2 separate regions of the Mus musculus genome follow, and region 1 is linked to region 2. Evidence: chromatin contacts called from public HiChIP or PLAC-seq data. All regions are on one chromosome and are shown on one strand. Each heading gives the region's core, a stretch centred on a gene start, on an enhancer-like site or on the middle of the called end of the contact. The rest is flanking DNA. Distances are from core to core; before and after follow the strand shown. Region 1 holds the start of 4930480C01Rik (a long non-coding RNA gene). Region 2 overlaps N4bp2 (NEDD4 binding protein 2).

The links. HiChIP or PLAC-seq counts read pairs in DNA pulled down with a chosen protein or histone mark.
Region 1: a contact with region 2 is called in an H3K27ac HiChIP or PLAC-seq map of DN3 thymocytes, with 6 times the contacts expected there. The contact joins the promoter of 4930480C01Rik here to the enhancer-like site in region 2. A contact is called at or near these places in 2 of 39 promoter capture datasets (embryonic stem cells and stem cell-derived epiblast-like cells), 2 of 15 datasets of contacts at CTCF or cohesin (CD8 T cells and large pre-B cells), 4 of 484 Hi-C or Micro-C datasets (CD8 T cells, the HPC-5 cell line, bone marrow-derived macrophages and 1 more), 13 of 115 datasets of contacts at active chromatin or transcription factors (DN3 thymocytes, the HPC-7 cell line, acute myeloid leukemia and 9 more) and 5 of 9 other capture datasets (adipose tissue, embryonic stem cells, liver and 2 more).

The regions. Positions count from the first base shown.
Region 1 is chr5:65,948,418-65,954,070 of GRCm38.p6, forward strand. 4930480C01Rik (a long non-coding RNA gene) reads left to right here and starts at 2,926. Exons shown (of 2, transcript XR_376988.3): 1 at 2,926-3,042; 2 at 3,461-3,790. It also overlaps a transcript of Chrna9 not described here.
Region 2 is chr5:65,787,413-65,792,572 of GRCm38.p6, forward strand. It overlaps N4bp2 (NEDD4 binding protein 2), which reads left to right. Exons shown (of 20, transcript NM_001024917.1): 5 at 641-729; 6 at 2,606-3,758. The coding sequence starts at 2,617. Among named protein-coding and RNA genes, the nearest start is that of N4bp2, 26 kb to the left of the region's middle. Within about 2 kb of position 3,594, at least 37 of the 459 cell types and tissues checked have an H3K27ac peak or open chromatin away from gene starts, as enhancers often do. A contact at or near this core is called in CD8 T cells, DN3 thymocytes, double positive thymocytes and 1 more, where this site is marked.

The DNA of each region.
Region 1 (5,653 bases), core at 1,676-4,175, 160 kb after region 2:
ATGCACGTGCTTCTATGATCACAGAGAACCTGTGGCGGCCATATTCACCTCAGGGGAGCTGTGCTAGCCATGGAAAACGAGGGCTTACTCCTGAACGTGCTATTGACACAGATCTTACACATGAGGCTGGAGAGACGTGTGTATGTGAGAGAGGTGTGTAAAGTGCTTACCACACAGATATGAGGACCTAAGTTTGGGTCTCAGAAACCACACAGAACAGGGCATTGTATCCCACTGTGGATCTGTAATCCTAGTGCTACTACAGCAAGGTGAGAGATAGAGACAGGAGGAATGCCCGGAAACCTGCTGGCCAGCTAGCTTGGTGCAGCCAGAATTGACTACCTGTCTCAAACTGCATGAACTGGCTCCTGAGGTTCACACACGTGTTATCTCATGAACTCAGGCCGGTGAGATGGCTCAGCGGGTAAAGATGCTGTCTATGAGTCTGATGCCCAGGCCCTCATGGTGAAAGTTGAGAACTGACTCCCACAAGCTGTCCTCTGACCTTCACACCTGTGCCATGACATGCACAGATGTCCCTCCACTGCATATACAATGAATTAACAAATGCAGGAGACATCTTATTCTTACGTGTGAAGATAAGCTGGGGAGGCTGGATTCCCAGCTCAGCGGTAGAGCACTTACTTGCCTGGTGAGCTGGAGGGGCAGTTTTGTCCCTGGTGCTCCCCCCACCCACAGCACGGAGTCACAAGCACAGATTAGTTTAATATTGGTAAAATGGTTATACAGCCATACAGCTGGCCTGGTGGCGTACACCTTTAATCTCAGCACTTGGGAGGCAGAGGCAGGCAGATTTCTGAGTTCGAGGCCAGCCAGCCAGGGCTATACAGAGAAACCCTGTCTTGAAAAAAAAACCCAAAAACAAACAAACAAACAAACAAACAAAAACAAAAAGAAAAACAAAGCTATACAATGTTCAGGATCTTTGAAACTCTTTTTGTTTTTTTGATAGTCAGGCACGGTAGCACAAGACTGTACTCCCAGTACTAGGGAGGTAGGGGCAGGAGGATGGCAAGTTCAAGATCAGCCTGGTCACATGGCAAAAGTATCTCAGAAAACAAGGACAAAAAAATATTTTGTATTAAAATGATCATGACAGCACTATAAATGGTAATAGACTGAAAATAACCAAAATAGATCTGTTAGATAGATAGATAGATAGATAGATAGATAGATAGATAGATAGATAGATAGATAGATAGATAGATAGATAAGCTTGCTATATGATGCAGATTTTAGTAAACAGTTGGAAAATTTTGTCAGACAGGTAAATTCAGTATTAATCTTGATGTAAATGCCAGAATTATTCTTAACAATGTTCAGAATTTGGAGGAAGAAAATATTTCCAGGCCGGAGAGATGGCACAGAGGTTCTGGATAAAGGTGGAAGGAGAAACGAGACTCCACAGACAGGTTGTCTCACTGTCAAATGTCAGCTATGTTCAGTCTCTCCCTGCCTCTACCATGCGCATAATAAAGAGAGACGTAAAAGAAAATACCCCAAAGGGAGGAGAGATGGCTCAGCAGTTCAGAGCACCAGCTGCTCTTGCAGAATATTGGGGTTTGGTTTTCAGCACCCACATGATGGCTCACATCTGCCTATAACTTCAAGGGGCCCAACATCCTCTTTTGGCCTCTGAGGGCACCAGGAACACATATGGTTCACATACATGCACACAGGCAAACCACTAAAAAAAACCAAGAAAAGTAAAAATAAAGAGAAAATATCCCCAAGAGACAACAGTGGTTGTCTCTGATAATGAGATTATAGGAGACTTTTTGTGCCTCTAGATCGTTTGTTTTCATATTTTTCTTTTTTTTTTTTCTGGAATAAGCATGTATTATTTTGTGATGTGAAAGAAGAAAGGAGAGAGAGAGAGAGAGAAAACCATGCCATGCATGGCTGGCCTGAGTCACAAGCTGAATTCTCATGTTTAAATTAGTTTCAGAAACAAGGAGTGGTTTCTAGGCAACGGGCTTGGGAACTCATGGTCACTGCCATTGTTGCTACAGCGTGTGTGCGTGTCTTCGAGAAACTGCACTGGATGAATGCAGACCCGCTAAGGAGAAACAAGCTTTGCCACCCAGTTTTGGTCATGGGGACTTGAGTTACTGTGACCCTAGGGGCAGACAGTTGCCAACGATTTTTTTTTAATTTATTACTAATAAATGACTGAGTTAATGAGGATTGTCATAGGCGAGAAATCTGACAGAAATCTCAGTCATTTCAGAGGGTGTGGGAAACCGAGGGGGGGGGGGGAGCCAAAGCCAATGCCCCCACGCACACCACAATAGCTTTGCCGTGAACTCAGGCCGCCAGGGGCTGTGCCAGACAGATTGCATCTTAAGATGTGAAAAGATTGCTTCACAGTCTCTGTAGTCGTTTACTGTCATTACAGGCAATCCTGGGCAGCCAGGGGGCTTTTAATCGAGAGGAAACACTGAAAACTGGAACCAGGGCAATAAAAGCCTTGGCCCTCACTGTGGACTCTGAAGGGGGCGGAGCCAAGAACCTTATTGTTTCCAGGGCCCTTGTTCTTCCCCCAAGCGCCCACAGAAGGCGTTACTCAGCCCAGGAAGTGTATTCTGTTGACATTGACTACTATATTTTCAGCAAGAAAAGGCGAGTTTCTGAAAAAAATAGTGTCAGAGCTCGGCCCTCTTGTGGCAGAATCTCACATGGTCCAAGATGGCCTGGAACTCTATGTAGCTGGGGGATTGGGAGTGGGGGTGGGGCGATGGGGAGGGGGTGGGGGAAATGGGGGGTGGTGCTGGTCTTGGTTCACTTTATTGCTTCCTTACGCACCCATGATTCATATTCTTTCTCTTTCTCTCACTGTGTGATGTCACCTGCCATGTTATGACACAACACAAAGGCTCTCAGGAGATGCAGCTGCCTAAGATACTGGAACTGTGAGCTATATAACCTTCCTTTCTTTACAACGTATCCAGCCCTAAGTATTTTGTTACGGCAAATCAGACAAATAGAAGGACTAGTATTTACTCGGCCTTTTCTTATGAGGTAATTCTTCAGGACAGGCACGTTTTCATCTTTGTACTCTGGGCTTATCGTACATAGGCTGACCCTACATAGGTTTGTGCTTATCCACTACTCTTCTTGTTTTTTTGTCAGTGATGGGGGCTTCCGTATGGTAGGCAAACACTGTATGACTGAGCTACATCTCCATGTCTCACGGTCTTGAGTGACAAATGCAGCCTGCTTCAGTTTGAATGTGGTTTGAGTGTTCCCTTAAAGGTTTATGCTGGAAGCTACGCCCCCTAGTGGGCCAGTAAAGGATGACATAGAACATTTGAGAGTAGTGCAGTGGCCCGGAGATGGTCAGTGGTTTGTTAGGGGTAATTCACTTGGAGGGGATTCAGGGACTTTTCAGTGGTTTGTGGTGAAAGTCTAATTCTCTCTCTGGCTTCTTGTCTGGCAGTATGGTGGCCTCTGCCATGAGGTCTCTCTAGGACCCAACAGATACTGACACATGCCCTTGAATCTCTAGAGACTCGTGATCTCTGCCTCCTGTGACATCCCAGCCTGGGGCTCCATGGACTCCCTCTTTTCCTAACCTCTCATCGGGAAGATAAATCAACCCCATTCCCCTGTGGTCTACTCCCTCGGCAATACTTAACTCGTTTACCACAGCTTAGCTTACAAGTGTGCCTTTTTTTTTTCCAGACAGTCCACAAACGCACTGATAAAGCAAATATTCTCTTATGAGCCCTGTGCTCTGCTTTCAATAAATGTGTTCAGTACAGATTGAGTAGCGAGAGTTTTGTTGTTGTTTGTATAGGCAGGCTCTTGCCATGCAGCCCAGGCTGGTCTAAAACTCACGATCCCCCTGCCTCAGCCTCTCAAATACTGGGGTTACAGGCCTCTGCCACTAAGTTTGGGTTAGTCTTTAAATTCTTACAGAACTGACTTCCTAGTGTCTGTTCACACTGTAAACGTCTCTAGCCACCTCTCCTTGGCCAAACATTTATTCTTATTTAAAAAGGGTCACCACAATCCTTGATTCCTGTGGTGTTGCAGTTTGAGGTAGGTAAACCTGGAATCTTCTGCCCAGGAGCTTACAGTCTTGTGCATATATTGACTTGGCTGTTTTTCTGGATTTGGATCTAGGGTGGAGCCCACATCTGTTTAGCTTCTTCCATTCTGCCTGGAACCTGCCAGCTCCGAGGCCAAGCAGGGATCTGCTCTGACAAGCTGCGTGTGATGCTGGTGGGAACAAGTACCTGGTGTCTCTAGCAGAGCCTTTACTCCTTTGTACACCTGGCCTCTCAAGGCTGCCCTTTAGGGAACCAGGTCCTCCCCAGACACACATGCAATATAGCCTAAGTCCCAAAGTGCAGCTACTATGTCCCCCAAGGTGGACACAAGGCAGCACTCCTGTTCACGGGAGGCCAAGCAAGACTGCCTGAGGAGGTGTGTTGTGGGAGAGGCTCTCTCTGTTGGCACTCTGAAAGTCCAGACTCTGGCCAAGACTGTCCTGTATTTCATGAGTGTTTATTGGTTACCTCTTATATTTCTGGCATGGAGCTGTGAAGACAATATGTGAAATGGGTCAGCATGGGTTTGGGGAGAGAAATCACGCAACACTGGGATTGAAGAAGAGGTAGGAATGCTAGGTTGATATACCAGTAACTTCAAGAACGTCCTTGAGACAAGGGGGAGATTGGGGAAAAGGCATCCTTAATTACATGACTTTCAAAATGAGCCCTGAAAGAGAAAGGCCTTGCTCGTTGGGCAAAGAAAGGGGAAATGTTTTTGGCTAAGGGACAGTCTGTACAACATGGAAGCATGGAAGAGGGCAGCAGGCCCCTCTTATTAGAAAATCTATGTTGGGTGGCAGGAAGTAAATCCCTGAGAGAAGACAAAGGGAAAAACAGGGCTTCCTGTGTTGTGTTTTAAAGTAGAGGCCTTACCTCACGCGTCGTGCAGGAACAGAGAAAGAACCAGGTGGAGCGTCAGGTACAGTACACATGTCAAATCAAAAGACACTTTCTTTTCTACATACAACAACAGTTTTACACTTGAACAGTTTGTGGGAGCCTGCACCAGATCTGCACAAGCTCAAGCCAGACAAAATCCAAGCACGGCGGAGTGCAGAGGTGGACCCAGCCCCATCCCTGGCAATCTATAGCTGCTGAGAGAGAGAGAGAGAGTCAGTTTTCTTTGAGGGTGTGACCCCTGGTTGGTCCACCATGTCTCAGTGGATGACCTTATATCTCAGGGTATATGTGTAGGGCAGATTGGGCTAGATGGAAAACAAAAACAAAAATAAATTATCATCATCAACAACAACAACAAAACCAACTAAAGTTGGGTGAATAGGGAAGAGAGAGGCTTGAATCTGGGAGGAGTTGGGAGAGATTTGGTAAATATGATCAAAATGCATTGTACACAAAAAATAGATTTAAAATAATAAGGGATAAAAAAGACAGCATGAAAATAGAGGGTAATACTAGAGAAAGAGAGAAGAGACCTGGGGCGGGGGGAGCAGAAGACAACAGGGGTAGGTGGGGTAGGTAGGGTCAAAAATGTTCCACGCATGTACAAAATTGTCTGTCATAAGGAAACCCTATATCCTGTATAGCTAATATGCACCTTTATGGCAGTCCTCAAC
Region 2 (5,160 bases), core at 2,344-4,843:
CACACGTACTCGGGAGGCAGAGGCAGGAGGATTTCTGAGTTCGAGGCCAGCCTGGTCTACAAAGTGAGTTCTAGGACAGCCAGGGCTACACAAAGAAACCCTGTCTCAAAAAACAACAAACAAACAAACAAAGAATAGTTTTCCAGCCTTGAAAAGACAGTGTAGTTTACCTTCCAGGGAGGCGTTCTGGGTTGCAATACCCACAGCCTCTCAGTACTGTGAATCATTAAGATTTTAATAGGAATAAGTTGTGCCTTTTTAAAATAGAGAATAATGTTGAATATATTTATATTTGAGTTTTTCTTATATTTTATAAATTATTCATTTAGTTTTTAAGGTTGCTTTTATGTCATAGTTTTCATTTTTCCCTGCAATCTGTTTAAGACTTCCCTTTATGATAATTACCTTTGTATTTTGGTATTTTTACTTATACGGCTTTTCATTATAAATATGCTAGTTCTTTAGTTGACCACTTTAGGGTTTTCTGCTATGTAGTTTTTTTCCTTCTTGTGTTTGTGTTTTCCCTTCACCTTGTCTCAGTGTTCTGCAGGGCTTCTTGCCTCTGCAGTTGTGCTCTGTTCTCCTGACTGACCTCTTTGCCAGGCTTGCCCCTCCAACCCCTCTTTGTTTTTCTCTTAAGGGAACGTTAACTGGGTCTTACTAGGTGCCAGTCCTTGTGCACAGCACTTCTCATGGATTATCTCATTTAACCCCACAAGAGCCTCCGAGGTAGGTACTTTTGAGTATCGCCATATCACAAACAAGGAGATGTGCTGAGGGAAGTTGGCTCATTTGTTTGAATCCTGTCAAGCAAGTAGATATTTAAATGAGGGTGCTTTGACTCCAGAGCAGAGCTGTGCCCTACAGTGCTGTGCTTCTTTCCATGTCTATCTTCCTTAAAACAAAAATAGGACACAGCAGAAACAAAATAAAAAAAGGCATTCAGATTTCAAATGCTTAAAAAGTACTTTCTTTTCTTGTGATGCCTGTTATCAAATGGAGGGCCTCAAGCATGCTGGCCAAGGCCCCATGACCCGGAGCAGCACCCCTAGCTTCATGCTTGAAGACCTGAGGCTCTCTGTCTGTGTTGCAGCCAGAGCTCAGCATTGGAGTCACATACACCGGCCCTGTTACTGTGTGACTTGGGTCCAGTTCCTATCCCTTTTTTGAGCTTCATTTTCTTTTATGTTTTCTAGGATGATTGTTCTCATAGTATTACTTGGGGATTCAGTGAGGTTATCTATGTAATGCTCCTAGCCCAAATGCTGTGGGTGGCAGTTCTCCTCCCGTTCCATTCCCTTAGAAAACAGTGTGGCTGACTGTCAGTCCCTCTCAGTTACACATAGCCTCCTCCAGTTCTTTTCTTCCTTCTATTCGTCACACAGAACCCTGTGAACTAACTCTCCAACCAACTTCTCTGAATACTTAAACAGGTCTTTCCTTTCCTTTCCTTTCCTTTCCTTTCCTTTCCTTTCCTTTCCTTTCCTTTCCTTTCCTTTCCTTTCCTTTCCTTTTCTTTTCTTTTCTTGTTTCTCTTCTCTTTTCTCTTCTCTTCTTTTCTCTTCTCTTCTCTCTCTTCCTCTTCTCTTCTCTCTCTTCCCTCTTCCCTCCTCTTCCCTCCTCTTCCCTCTTCCCTCCTCTTCCCTCCTCTTCCCTCTTCCCTCTTCCCTCTTCCCTCTTCCCTCTTCCCTCTTCCCTCTTCCCTCTTCCCTCTTCCCTCTTCCCTCTTCCCTCTTCCTCTTCTCTTTCTGAGACAGGTCTCACTGTGTAGCTCTGGCTGGCCTGGATCTCACTATGTAGACCAAGCTGGCTTTGAATTGAACTTACAGAGATCCCCCTGCTTCTGCCTCCCATGTGCTGGGATTAAAGGCAGTTTTGTATTTTCAAGCTTGGCTTTAACTTTTGTCCTATTGGCAACTTGATTAGTCTTTTTAGTGCTAGATCATATATATTACATTATGTGAAATCTTGTTTTATTCTCCTTTCCATCACTGTAGCATTTGCACATTGTTAAAAAGTATACATTGTTTAATTTATATTATGATATAATTATATTTTAATATACACACCTTTATATTCGATTTATACTTTACAAAATCATATCAAAAATTCATCTTCATTTTTGTATAAAGTATCTCTGATGCATATATTTTTTATACTGTGAAATATGTGGTATAGACTGTGTAAATGAGTAAATGTTTACTAAGAGAATACCTACTTAAAATACTTAGTCCTTAAATGGACATCCAATAGATAAATAACTGTTGAATGTATCAACTGACTTTAGGATCTTTATACATGACCCTATCATATAGAGTCTATGTATATACTCATTAAACTGTTCAATTTGTACTTGACAGTAGCTTATTACAATTGAAAAGAATACCATTCCATGGCTCTATCATTAATACTTCTCTAGTGTAGATTTTGATGTATTAGAGTAGTGTCAGTTTTTAAAAGATGACTTGGCTATTGATACATTTTCAATGTGTGTGTGTGTGTGTGTGTGTGTGTGTATATATATATATATATATATATATACACACACATACATACATACATACATACATTTGTTGTTGTTGTTGCTGTTCTTGTTCTCATGCAGTTGAAAATGCCATGGATTGTCTGTTAGAATTGTCTGCCACTGATGCCAAGGGGGCAGAGTCGTCTGCACAGACTTCTGGTGATCGTGACAGCAAGCCTGGTGCAGCAGGAAACTCAGTAATGGAGACGTGCCATCCCGAAGGCGAGGGTGAAGATTCCAAGCTGGATTCATTTTTGGATATGCAGCTAACTGAGGACTTGGATTCCTTAATACAGAACGCTTTTGAGAAATTAAACTCTCCTCCTGATGACCAAGTATACCCATTCTCACCTCTGCAAGATGCTAATAGTTTTAACGACCCTTCCACCTTTATGAACTCAGATTCAAGTGGCATGACTTCTCTTCTTTCTGTACAGAGCACGAGCTCAAACAGCGAAACTCTCAAGAGTTCTGCTTCTTTACCAGGTTCAAACCCACCAACTTCACATTCAGTTTTGAATGCGCCTGAGAGTTGTGCAAAATTGGCATTGGAAGGGGGCTACTCAGAAGGCTCTCCTCTCAGTAGCTCTGGAAATCCAACAAATGGCTCTGTTAGAGGTTGTGGCAATTTTAGCCAAAGACAGAAAGATCTTTCAGAATCTGAGTGTCCTAGTGCGCAGCATTCTCAAGCCCTTGCAGATTTGGGCAACAGTGACCCTCAGGCTCCTTCAACTCACCCTCTGCACAATTCAGGGTCTGACCTACCAGGTACAGATGGGGATCAGAAGTCGGCTTCTGCGCCTGATGTTTTTGTGCCCTCTGAAGGGTTCAATTTCAAGCCGCACAAACATCCTGAACTGCCACCAAAGGGGAAGGATATGAATTACTGCCCGGTGCTCACCCCTCTTCCCTTACTCCTTCCGCCCCCGCCCCCACCACCGATCTGGAACCCGATGATCCCTGCTTTTGATCTCTTTCAAGGAAACCATGGCTTTGTAGCCCCTGTGGTGACCACAGCTGCTCACTGGAGACCTGTCAACTACACGTTCCCACCCCCCATCATCTCCCACAACTCTCCAACCAAAGTGTGGAGAGGCGGTGAGGGAGCCAGTGCTTACCAGGTGCAGGAGGCCCCAGCGTCACAGCCTGTGAGGAAGAAGGCTACCTCCTTCGTTGGCTTAGTTCTCGTGCTTCTCAGAGGGCTGCCGGGCTCAGGGAAATCCTTTCTGGCAAGGTAGGAAGTTTTATTGACATTTGTTAGAAGGTATAGTGCACGGATTGGTACAGCTAATGTGAATTTCCAGAACACATCGTTAATAACTGCTCAACATCGTTAATAACTCAAATTTTTTTTTGTGATCTTTTAAAAGATAATAATCTTCAACCAAAAGTTTTTATTGTATTCTTTTTTCTCATACAGTTTTGACAGAAGTAAAACTAAAAAAAAAAAAAAGTTTCAAGTTAAAGATAGTTTCAAGATACTAAGACTATGAAATACTTTCTGTGGATGAAAGCTAATTTGACTAGGAGAAAGATGAGGTTAACTTTGTTTATGGAGTATAAAAACCAGACTTGAAAATAAGAACAGAAGATCCACAGTTGATTTTGAATTTAGGAACAAAAAAAGGTGAATAAATGAATTCTACTGATGACTAGAAGTTGAAAATTATAGTGTGTTAAATAATGTTTTAGAAACTTGATTTTGAACTGGGCATGGTGGTGCATGCCTTTAATACCAGTCCTGGGAGGACAGAGACAGGCTGATCCTTGGGTTCTAGAACAGCCAGGACTACACAGGGAAACCTTGTCTCAAGCCACAGAAAACAAGTGAACAAAAGAAACATAATTAGAAGGAAGAGAAGTGAATAGTAGTAATTATAGAACTAACGATTTCAAACTATTTATTTATTTTTGATGTTTTGAGACAGGGTCTCACTGCATAGCCTGGACCTTATATAGACCAGGCTGTTGTTCTCTTTGCCTGCATAGTGCTGGGGTTAAAGGTGTTAATCATGTGTTTGTTACCACTCATGGCCCAGAACTTCATTTTGTGGAAAACACAGTTCCTTTTGTTTATGTCTTTATGCCAAGTCAGTTGTTAGTGCTTTGATGTGGGAACCAGAATCAGGGTTAGACTGCCCCGCAGAGATGGCTTCAAGGGTGTCCTTCAAGGGCGTTTGCTTCCTTAGTTTCTCTCTTGAGCCCTTGGCCATTACATTTTAAGATGTATTTGCTTTTTTTCCTCCTGAATTTGAATTTTTTTTGGTAGCCATAGACTGTGTGTGTTTTGAGATGGGAGATCTTGTATCCCAGTCTGTTCTTGTTCTTACATTCACCGTGTAGCCGGATTCATGCATTTTCTGTACCTCCTGCCTCTAAACCCCCACGTGCTGGGATTACAAGTGTGTGCCATCATAGCTGATATTTGTGGTAATAGTGATCAAGCCCTGGTCCCTGTGCATGGTAGAAACATATTCTACCAATTGAACGATATCCCTAGCCCCAGTAATAGCAATATAGTCATTTAAGTTTTGTAGTTGTGTTTGTAAAATTAGTGGGAATGCCAGGAGTACTTCCAAGGTAGTAGATGTGTTGGACTTGATTTCGGGGCCTCGGAGTCAAAGGCAAATGCAGTT